Linked DNA regions of Danio rerio: region 2 is linked to region 1. Evidence: chromatin contacts called from public Micro-C data. All regions are on one chromosome and are shown on one strand. Each heading gives the region's core, a stretch centred on a gene start, on an enhancer-like site or on the middle of the called end of the contact. The rest is flanking DNA. Distances are from core to core; before and after follow the strand shown.

Region 1 (5,373 bases), core at 626-3,125:
CTGTATATTGTACACTGTTGTTTTTTCAAATATCCATTCTTGCAGCCACCAGAGGGAAAATCATTGACTGCACACAAACATCCTGCTTAAAGCTTCCAAAGGCAACAAAAAAAGTTTAGTATTGTTAAACTACTGAGATATTGTAGATAATATTGTACATAATATTGTAGTGTTGGTAGCATGTCAAGATGCACTAAATCCAAGGCAATTACACCTACTAGTAACTATTAAGTATCAAATTAATTTAGAGTTTAGTGCTTGTAACAAATACTGTAACAAACTTATTGGTGATTTAAAGAGGGTTTCGGCAGGTAGATACCAGAACACCCGGAGAAAACCCAATACAGGGAGAACATTCAATCTCCATACAGAAATGCCAACTGACCCAGCTGGGGCTTGAACCAGCAACCCTCTAGCTGTAAGGTGACAGCACTACCCACTGAGCCACCGTGTCGCCCTAGCAATGTCATACTTTTTCCCAAGGTGTCACACTTTTTTGTGTCAAGTCTTAAGTTAAACATGAGTGTCTCCATAAAGTGTATCTCCTTTACAATTAATTTCCAGTTGTGTTATTATTTCTCATAGGCTCGAACAAATTCTCTCATTTCAAGATATGATGAAATGAATGAATAATCCAATTCTTCTCCAGTTATCTTTTTAATTTCAATAGCTATTTCACACCAAAAAAATCTGTATTTTGGGGCGAACTCAAAAAAATGTGATAATGATTAGCCATTGAGGTTCCACATTGTCTCCAACAAAAGCCCAGACTTTCTATACCCATTCGTAATCCTGACTGTTTATGACTAAAGAATCTCATCAGATTTTTCCATCCAAACTAACTGAAGCCTCTTAATTAAACTTTTGTTACGTATTTTTGGGGTCTGTAATTGTCCAAATTGTCTCCTTTCTTTCCTGATAAGAAGATGTCAGTTGGACAAATTAATGATAACAATGGTGACTCATCCTGCACCCCACAAGCTTCAGTCCAATCGTATGTTACTAATAGCCACAAATTGATAAAGTACAGCTGTGATGTAACTAAAGCCTCTTGATTACACTTATTTTGTCACATACTTTTCAGACCATAATTGTCCAATTGCGTCCTTTCTTTCCTGAAGATATGATGTCAGTTGAACATAGTGATAATAATTATGGTGACTCATCCAGAAATACAAAAGCTTCTACCCAATCATGTTACTAACTCCCGCAAACATGTAAAATATAAGCTGCTTGATTATTTCAAATGATAGCCGATCATTTAATTGGAAATATGTCAAAACAGGAAATCACATTGTGTGTTCTTTAAAGCTTATGTTTATGAACAGGAAATGTGCTTCACACCTTTTGTCTTCTTGCGGTTTTGTTTCCTCTCCTCATCTCTGATCTTCCTCTCCGCTCCCTGAGCCACAGAATGACAGAAAGGCATACAGAAAAGAGAAATTAGAAACACTAGCATGTCTGTAATGACCACAAGGTGGCGCTAGAGTCATGGAGATTCAGACCAAGAGCACACAATGACGTCTAAATGAATTCACCTGACCCAGTAAAGCTGTAGATTACTGCACTGTGTATTATATAGGTGATGAAGCATATGGAGTGCTGAGGAATGACATGTTTTTCCAGGCCAAAATGAGTTTCATTTGGTTTCACTGTCCTCAAGTTAATGGATTTTGTGAATGGGATTTTGATTGAACTGACAAAATAAGGTCTGTGTTTAACACAAATTCAAGAAGTTATCTCATTTTTGGAATATATTTAAAACCATTTTTTTTAATCATTTGATTATGTGAACAAAATGGACGTTACAGTTCCTTATATATCTTATTTCTCCAAAATAATCCAACAGCCAATGGAAATATCTCAAGGGAACTGCATTATTGTTTCTATCATAACAGTTCTCCATGACTGTTTCCACATACACACCCTTACACTGGAATACAGCCAGGTTTTAGATTAGATTCAACTTTATTGTCATTACACATGTACAAGTACAATGCAACGAAAAGCAGTTTTATTAGGTATGAATGTGTTTGCAGTGATCAGATCACAAATAGTCCTCCAAAACACATTACCGCACATTACGTTTAAATTATATATGCATTTCTCTGCCTTCAAACTACACATATATCACATTAAAAAGCTATAGATAGAATATGCAGCCACCATATTCTATCAACAGAGAGAAAAATCATTGACTGCACACAAACATCCTGCTTAAAGCTTCCAAAGGCAACAAAAAAAGTTCAGTATTGTTAAACTACTGAGATATTGTAGATCATTTTGTACATAATATTGTAATGTTGGTAAAAGATCAAGATGCACTAAATCCAAGGCAATTATACCGACTAGTAACTATTAAGTATCAAATTAATTTAGAGTTTAGTGCTTGTCACAAATACTGTAACAAACTTATTGGTGATTTAAAGAGGGTTTCGGCAAATTTCATCAAGTCAAATATAAGACTTTTTAAGACCCTTTTAAGTCCATTACGAATTACATTTTAGACTTATAAAGGGCTAAACTCAAAAGATTATTTCTAATGGCCCGGTTAGGCCAATGGATTTTTTATTTTTTTTTGTCTTGTCAACAAATGCAATTATTTCTTAGCAACATACTTTAATGTGTCAAAACATGAAAACTCTAGTTGTATTCTCTCTTTTCAACATAATATTTCTGTTTGACAAAAAAAAATGACAAGTTTAACATTGGTAAAAGTATATTTATTGTAGAGGGAATTACATAAATAATCAAAAGTAAATATTTGTTGGTTTTTGGCTCAAATTGATTGAGTATGACTTTTGTTCAACCGAATGATTTTTCTGTAATAAATCCTAAAGTTTCATGCCTATTTATAAATATAATGTCTACTTTCCCTTGCTTTTGTAAAGAGTTTTGTATGAATGGAATATAACATAAAAGGATATATTGCTCTGTTATTATAATGACAAACTGTGTAACTGTTTTTAGATTTCTTTCCCTGGGATTTAGAGAGTTATTTGGAGGGATTGCTGTAAAATAATTCGAACAGCTATTGTAAATTGTATCTCTTTGCAATGAAAAACTTAAATAGAAACTTAAATATTTTTAAGAAGGATGGATTAGGATAGATTGTTGGTGATTGGATGAATGTTGGCCTGATTGTGTAGCTTTACTTGGGCAGAGGAAAATTAAGACCTGTTGAAAAATGATTTAAGACACAAAATCTTTAGAAACTAAAATTTTGTTTTTAAAATTTAAGACATTTTAAGACTTTTTAAGACTCCGGATACCATGTTAAAAGAATGTTATGCAAATTATTATTTAAGCCGTTTCAAAATAATTCAATCTCTTCCACATTTTCTGCATTGTCTCAGAAAATTGCATCTGCTGTCCCGCAAACAAACAATAACCATGTGGTCACCCTAATTATGCAGCTTAACTGCAAGTGTGGATGACATTACGGACTTATTGGATGACTTATTAAAACATTCCTATTTAAACCTGGTGTTTTAATGCCACTTTTTTTATCCAACCACTTGAGGGAGGGCAGTGTATGAACTTTCTCAAGTTTTTTTTTATCTAGAATTGATAAAAAGTCTCACATTTAACGTACACATTAATGCAAAGAAAGAGTAAAGTGCAGAAAGCAGCAGCTTTCATTTGTGCTCTGATATCTACAAAACTACGTTGAATATTGTTATAGAATGAGTGCTGATGAAAGGATATATGTGATGCCTTTGAAAGCTTTTTTTAACTAAAGTTATTAATTCAGACAGTAGAATTTAAATCCAATCTGGCTTGTGCATGAAAAAACACTTCCTATGATATTTACAAATTAGGTCAGTAGGTCTTTAGTGGCTAAATGAACAAAATTTTCCATATGTGTTTGTTTACTAAACTAATCAAATACATTTTCAACTGCCTCTGGTAGTGGTTGAAAGCTCAAACATTTACCATGTTTTACACTTATGTTCAGACTGACAAAAATGCATCTTAATAAGTGTAAATAAGGTCATCTAGTTCGAGGTCAGGGTTCACCTTGTCACAGAAGACCTTGATCTGGCAGTAGGCTCTGTGCAGGGGTTTGTTACTGCGGTTGTTGTAGCTGTAGGTGTCAATCTGTATCATCAGAGGAAGACCTTTCACCCCCTTCTGAGAGGAGAAATCTGTGCTTAGACAGTTCACCGTGATGAAGATCTAACAAACAGAAAGGAAAGCAGAAGCAGTTCAGTTCCCCATAAAAAACTTGTGTAATAAGCAATTTGACTACTTTATTAATAGTGTCCTTTCATGCACTATACACTGACATTTAAATTGGTGTAGAACTTTGACATTTTTAAAATAATTAATTAACAATAATTATTGTTCCAAAGCAGCTTTACAAAAAGTGTGTGTTAAGCCCAGGTCAGATCACATGATTTTGTCACGATTTCGGCACAATTTCCTTGACGTAGGGTGTCGTGGGCAGTCATAAATGACAAATGGATGTAATGACACAGGGTTTAACCATTTCTTTTTGTGTAATGTGACATAGTTCATGACAACCAATAACCATGCCAGCGATGCCTCGTGACACCATCTCAGAAAGTCTAGCATGTGTAATCTTTTCCCCAATCTATAAGACGAGCTTCGTAATGTGGGTGACACTGGGCAATAGAAGCACATAATTTCTCAGTTATATCTGTGGGTGCTGCCATTAATTCTTGGGTCAGGTAATCAAAAAAAAAGGCTGCATATTCACTTATGGGTGGGTCTCAGGTGGATAATATCAATCATTTGTTATGCAAACTTTAACTTCTCTCAATAAAACATTAAAGTGTTTTAACCAATTTTATTTGAACGACTGGCACAAATATGCAGACATCTCCATTCTCACAACGAGTTTCTGAGCTCTCTCAGCCTTTCAACTGAGTTTGTTCTTCAGAGGTAATCTGGAAACACTTCAGTACTACTAATACTTTGTAAAAGCCTGACATGCTTATTCAAATTACCTGAGTAAACTAATTAAATTAAAACTCACTGGCAATGGATGATTTTGTCATTAACAATGAAAACAGTTTAATATAAGTTTCTCTGAAACTGCGAATATTTGACTTTAATTTCATTTAGGCTAGATTTTATTTTATTTAACAAACCAGTTTGTGTTTTGGTGCTGAAGCAAATAGTGGACTTGTTTTGAAGCACTTTACCTCAGATGTTATTCGTTATTTTTCTTTATCTAATAAATAGCTGACCAACAAAAAATACATTAAAATTAATATACAAATTATACCAAATGAAATTTGTTTCAAAAAGATTTTTTTTCCAAGAAAAATATTCAAATATTTTTTTGGTTTGTGCCCATCCACTTGGCTACTCTGTGCGGTGATGATTTGTTTCGCTTATTTAATT
Region 2 (5,980 bases), core at 1,057-3,556, 78 kb before region 1:
TTTTTTAATTTGAACATTCTTCTAAAAGTTCTTTGTGATAATTGAAGTATTAATCTTGATCAAAATAGATAGCACGCCTTTATTTTAATAAACAAAAATCATACATATTGTGCCTTTAATTGCACCTGTACACTTGTTGCATTAACATACACCACTAACCTGGATGATGGGCGCCCTTATCTGCAGCACAGCCAGTTTTAAGTCCCTGTGAGAATACACTGCACAAAAACAAATTCACAACATCACTCATGCAACATCTGTTTGAGTAAGCACACCGGCTTATACTCATGGATTTGGGTTACAAGTTAAAGATAAAAAAGTTCACCAAAAATGAATGGTATGTCATCATTTACTCATCTTTATCATTGTTTGAGTTTCTTTCTTATGATGACCACAAAGAAAGAAACCGGTAACCACTGACATCCATTGTAGGAAACGCAAACACTATGGAAGTCATTGGTTACCGGATTTCATCATTTTTCAAAACATCTTTTGTGTTCATCAGAAGAAAGAATCTCAAACAGTTTTGGAACAACAGGAAGATGAGTAATCGGCAGCAGAATTTTCACTTAAAAGTTTGCAAGAACTGGAAGCTACGAACATTTTTTTTTTGTATTATGACACAGCTCCTAGAGAAATAAAATAGTAAATGAGAAAACAGTAGGCGTGGCTTGTTTTTTTATACTGCGATCTGAATGGATGTAGTAAAGTAGGCATTTCATATAGAATGATTGAGAAAAAAGTTTCCGGAGAGATATTATAACCTAAAACAGAGTATATACAGGAATCAGGGATTGAAATTCAATGGCTTTTAAGACCTTTTTAAGACTTTCCATATATTTTATAACATTTTTATCATTATAGGTTTTAACCGGAAACACTAGCGAGATTTTAACTTACATTATATAAACGAAATATTAATGTATCCTAAATATTAATGTAAGAAACTAATCCAGACTAAAACATTATTCATATCCTGAATAAAAATCTATTAAATCTAGTGATTTAGCAGGTTGGCACCTAAAGAACTGCAGAAATAACGGTGTTGTCTTGGTTACTGCAGTAAACAAAGCAGAGTGACGTCAAATCTAGCAAGATTTAATTGATTTAATAAACTAAACAGCATCCTGATATTTGCAGATTTACTTCAGGCAAACTTTAGCATACAACCACACATCGCATAATCAAAAATTCAATCAAATTTAATACCTAAAAGCATTTAAGACTTTTTAAGTGCCTTAAATTTCTCTACATTGATTTATCAACTTTTAATACTTTTTAAGACTCCGTGAACACCCTGTAATACTCAGCCAAATCAACTTTTCTGTTTGTTGTCATAGTATGGTCAAAACTGACAGTTGGAGGGGCGTGGTTAAGCATGTTAGCCCCACCCAATACCTCAGACAGATGTAATCTGAGAATTTAACTGGAAGCAAACAGGAAGGGCATTTTTTTAGCTTTTAATTAAAGCTAAGGGCAAACATTTTTTCTTAATGACATGCGCAGATGTATTGTTCACCACAAAACTAGCAGTGTGAGCTAACAAAATCAATATGGTTAGTTTTGATTTCATGTGTACTGTAAAGGTCTAATAGCCATCCATTACCTTCTGCGCTGGTGCTGAGCTGAGCAGCATCTTCAGTGGATGAAGCGTATGGGTTGTTTCCAGCCATAGGAATGAGACAGTCTGTGTGGAAATATCCCACTCTGGGCATATTTAGCGTTGAGATGAGCAGATCCACGGCGAGCTGGCCCACATTTCCAACAGATACTGCAGGCTGTGAGAATATGAGGAATAACTGTCATATGGAGCTCCGTGTATTGGGGTCTCACATTGAGACTTTTTCCTTAGCATTATATTTTCAGAAAAGTTTTTTTTTTTTTTTTTGCAAAATATAAATAGGGAAATCATATTAATAACGTTAGTAGCCAAATACTATTAAACATTGTTAATCAAACAGTGCTGTTGTTGTTTTAAAGTCATACGTGCATGCATTCCTGACCAAATTTTGAAAGTAGCATGGTAAACAATACCAGGACCGTGTCACAAGTTGTCACAGAACTGTTGTGCGAGTATAAAACCAACTGTACCTAAATGCTCAGTGTTTGATAACTGCAGCTTACAGAAACCCGCATGTGTCATGATGATGAAGCTCAAATACTTACCAGTATCAAAGTAAAGCCTTTAAAAGAAGGAACGGCATCCCCCGATGAAATGAACATTTTAAAAACTGTTTATAACTGATTTCGCAGTGAAATGTGTACGAGTTTAAGTGGACCAGTACTGATTTTTACTTTCAATTTCCTGCGCTGTGAAAAAAGGACCTAACAATACTGCGTCATTCTCTCAGGACGCCCTGATGCCTGAGTAAAAAAAAACCTAAAGGAATTATTTGCGACGTGTAAGTTAAATATTTTTTGGAAGAAAAAAGGGCACATTTAAAGATATCTTACTCTTGATCTGACGTTAATATATCTTAATTTTGCCGTTATAATAATCTTTGCGATAAAAAAAAACATTTTAACATGTCAAAATAAAAGTCTTTAAACTAATTATAACAAAACGTCTATGCTCTTTGATTATATTAATTGCGATGATAGTGTTGATATATATATATATATATATATATATATATATATATATATATATATATATATATATAATTGTTAAATGTAAATTGATAAATTAATGTAAACATTGTTTCAATAAGTGAATCTGATGTGAAAGACTTTACTTTTGATTTTATTTTCAACTCGATATCATTAGTCTAAATAATACAGCTATACTAAAATTATATTTTAAAACGTACAACTTACTGTAGTTTATCGGTTGTTTACATGGATGATCAAAAGATGGCGCTAGACGCTAAAAATCTCACCGGCCTCTTGCTTGTGAGAGTTGCACCTCTTGCGTTCAGAGCCGCTTTTTTTCCTTCATATTCGACAAGGAATTGGAAATTTAGCATTTTGCTCAAAATGGACATGATACTCTCTCTCTCATTTACTGCAGCTTTGTCAGTTGTTCATCTATATATTAATCTGTCGTTCCAGTACAGCCAAATGCAGCTCTATTGGATTAGAAACTGGTGACTGTGGAGGCCGTTTGAGGATAAAATAATCACTGTCATGTTCAAGAAACACAGACTGAGATGATTTGAGCTTTGTAAGTAAGCTATCAAACAATGGGAACACTGTGGTAATAAATTGAAAAAAAAATTACTTGTGAGCAACAGAAGTAGGCTTAAATTATGCCTTAGTTGGGACCCAAGAATGTAAAAATAAAATATAAAAAACAAGACCAGCAGCCTGAACAATTGATATTAACAAGACAAGATGGATCCTTGTAGGGCTGCATGATATTAGAAAAATCTGACATTGCGATATTTTGTTTTTATACAATATATATTGTGATATGAATATAATTTCACCAGATGGATTGAATAGCTCTATTTTGAAGGAAATCATTCAGATTTTTTTTTTTGGGGGTGTGAACATTGTATAAAAAATAAACAAATTGAAAGCAAATAAAGACAATAAAGCAAAGCAAAAACCAGAGAGTCAAACAGTATTCAGGTACAGAAAATGGATGATGGAAAGTAAAATAATACTTTAGTCTTTGTTGTATTAATAATTCAGTAAACTCATTCTTCATTTCTCTTCATCAGTTACAAATGAGCTTTTTCTGTGCCCTAATGCAATCTTGAAATATCTTTAAAACACATGTTGTTCACACAAGAAAATATAAATGTACTCACCCCAAGTAGTTCAAAACCTTAATGATTTTCTTTCGTCTGCTGAACACTAATGAATATATTTTAAAGAAATCCGAAAACCTGTAACCTGTTGACTTTATTTGTAGAAAAAACAACTACCATGGTTGAGAGGTTCACAATCCATTGTGTTCAACCAAAGAAAGAAACCCAAATAGGTTTGGTCAAACTGAAGGGTGAATGAATGATGACAGAACTTAAAATTAACGCTTTAATGTTGAATAGTTCAATTACTGAACTTTTTTCCAATCTTCTGTCCATTTAGGAAGCCTGTGTGGATTGTCACTTCGGCTTCCACTTCTTAGGTGACAGGAGCAAGGTATTATAGATAATTATTCTAAAACAAATGTGTGAAAACTCCATTTCAGTAAACTTGAGATAAATCAGGGTGAATATGGTAATCAAACGCAATAAAGATACGGCGATGTGTATTTTTTCCAGGATTATTCAGAAATATGGTGTTTCACAGATATCAATAAGAAATCATTTCTGTCATCAGTTTCAGGCTTTCATAAAGTATTTAGTGCACTTGTAAAATATAATAGCTACTAGGCAAAACACTAACAACGTCAACACTTCACCAACACTTACAACATCTTATTCTTTGAATGCACTTTTAATACTAACAGGAGCCAATCTGTGGATTCAGTATTGAATATGTTCATGTGTATATACTACAGTAACCATGCAGCCACCTTGATGTCAAAAAACAACATAAAAAATGCAAATCGATTTGATGTCAAAATCTTGACGTTCATTTGACATCCAAACATTGATGCTTTTTTGACCACAAATAATGGCACAAAAAGTATTATAAAATAAGAGAAGTTTTGTTCATCCAAAAGCTTAAAGGGCACCTATGATGAAAATCCTCTTTTGTAAGCTGTTTGGACAGAACTTTGTGTGCGTTTAATGTGTCCACAGTCATATTGGGGTGATATAAAGACAATAAGTCTCTTTTTTTATTTCCTAACGTTAAAATCGGATCCAAATCCTTTTCATTTTGAGGTCCACCGCAACGTGACGTAGCAGTGCAGTTTCCCCACTCACCAATTTGATTGACAGCCTCATATTACCATGTCTCTGTAATCATCATCATTATTATTTTCATCCGCTTATCTGGGGCCGTGTTGCAAGGGCAGCAGTCTTAGGAGAAAACCTCAGACTTCCCTCTCCCTAGACACTTCTTCCAGCTCTTCCGGGGGGATCCCGAGGCGTTCCCAGGTCAACCAAGAGACATAGTTCCTCCAGCGTGTCCTGGATCATCCCTGAGGCCTCCTCCTGGTGGGACATGCCTGGAACACGTCCCTAGGTTGGCGTCCTGGAGGCATCCGAAACAGATGCCCGAGCCACCTCAGCTGACTTCTCTCAGTGTGGAGGAGCAGCGGCTCTATTTCGAGCTCCTCCCGGGTGACTGAGCTCCTCCCCCTGTCTATAAGGGTGCGCCCTGCCACCCTATGAAGGAAACTCATTTCAGCCGCTTGTATCCGAGATCTTTTTCGTCATAACCCGAAGCTCATGACCATAGGTGAGAGTAGGAACAAAAATTGACCGGTAAATTGAGAGCTTTGCCTTTCGGCTCAGCTCCTTCTACACCACAATGGACAGGTACATCTAACTCATTACTGCTGCCGCTGCACCGATCTGCCTGTCAATCTCATGCTCCATCCTTCTCTCACTCGTGAACATTACCCCAAGATACTTGAACTCCTCCACCTGGGGTAAGGACTTTCCTCCGACCTGGACATGGCAAACCACCTCTTCCATTGACCGCTACCTTATCGTGGTGGAGGGGTTTGAGTTCCTGAGTGATCCTAAGAGCTATGTTGTCGAGGGCTTATGCCCCTGGTAGGGTCTCCTAAGGCGAAAAGGTCTTAGGTGACAGATCAGAGTAAGTGCGGTTTAAAAACCCCTTATGAACTTCATTACATCGAGGGCCGTGACGTCGCCCGGTATGGTGCAGCCGTGGCCCCACCCTGGAGCCAAGCCTGTGGTTGAGCCTCGTATGCGAGCGCCTGGTGGCCGGGGTTTTTTTCCCACGGCTTAGCCTGAAAGAGCAACGTGAGATCATCCTCCTGCGGGCTCACCTCCTACACGGGAAGTTGTAATAACCTGGTGCATTGTGGAACGGGCGGTGGTCGAAAGTTAGCACCAAGACAACCCGATCGTCGGGTACAGAAACTGGCTCTTGGGACATGGAATGTCTCTGT

Evidence for each region. A called contact is a pair of places that touch in the nucleus more often than the background predicts.
Region 2: a Micro-C map of caudal fin shows a contact between it and region 1, with 6 times the contacts expected there. The contact joins the promoter of psmg2 here to the enhancer-like site in region 1. A contact is called at or near these places in 3 of 18 Hi-C or Micro-C datasets (caudal fin, embryo and hematopoietic stem cells).

Annotation. Positions count from the first base shown.
Region 1 is chr19:13,373,698-13,379,070 of GRCz12tu, reverse strand. It overlaps grhl2b (grainyhead-like transcription factor 2b), which reads right to left. Exons shown (of 15, transcript NM_001083072.1): 8 at 4,021-4,179; 9 at 1,345-1,402. Among named protein-coding and RNA genes, the nearest start is that of grhl2b, 34 kb to the right of the region's middle. Within about 2 kb of position 1,875, at least 4 of the 62 cell types and tissues checked have an H3K27ac peak or open chromatin away from gene starts, as enhancers often do. A contact at or near this core is called in caudal fin, where this site is marked.
Region 2 is chr19:13,451,101-13,457,080 of GRCz12tu, reverse strand. psmg2 (proteasome (prosome, macropain) assembly chaperone 2) reads right to left here and starts at 2,306. Exons shown (of 7, transcript NM_213032.1): 1 at 2,167-2,306; 2 at 1,607-1,778; 3 at 160-218. The coding sequence starts at 2,223.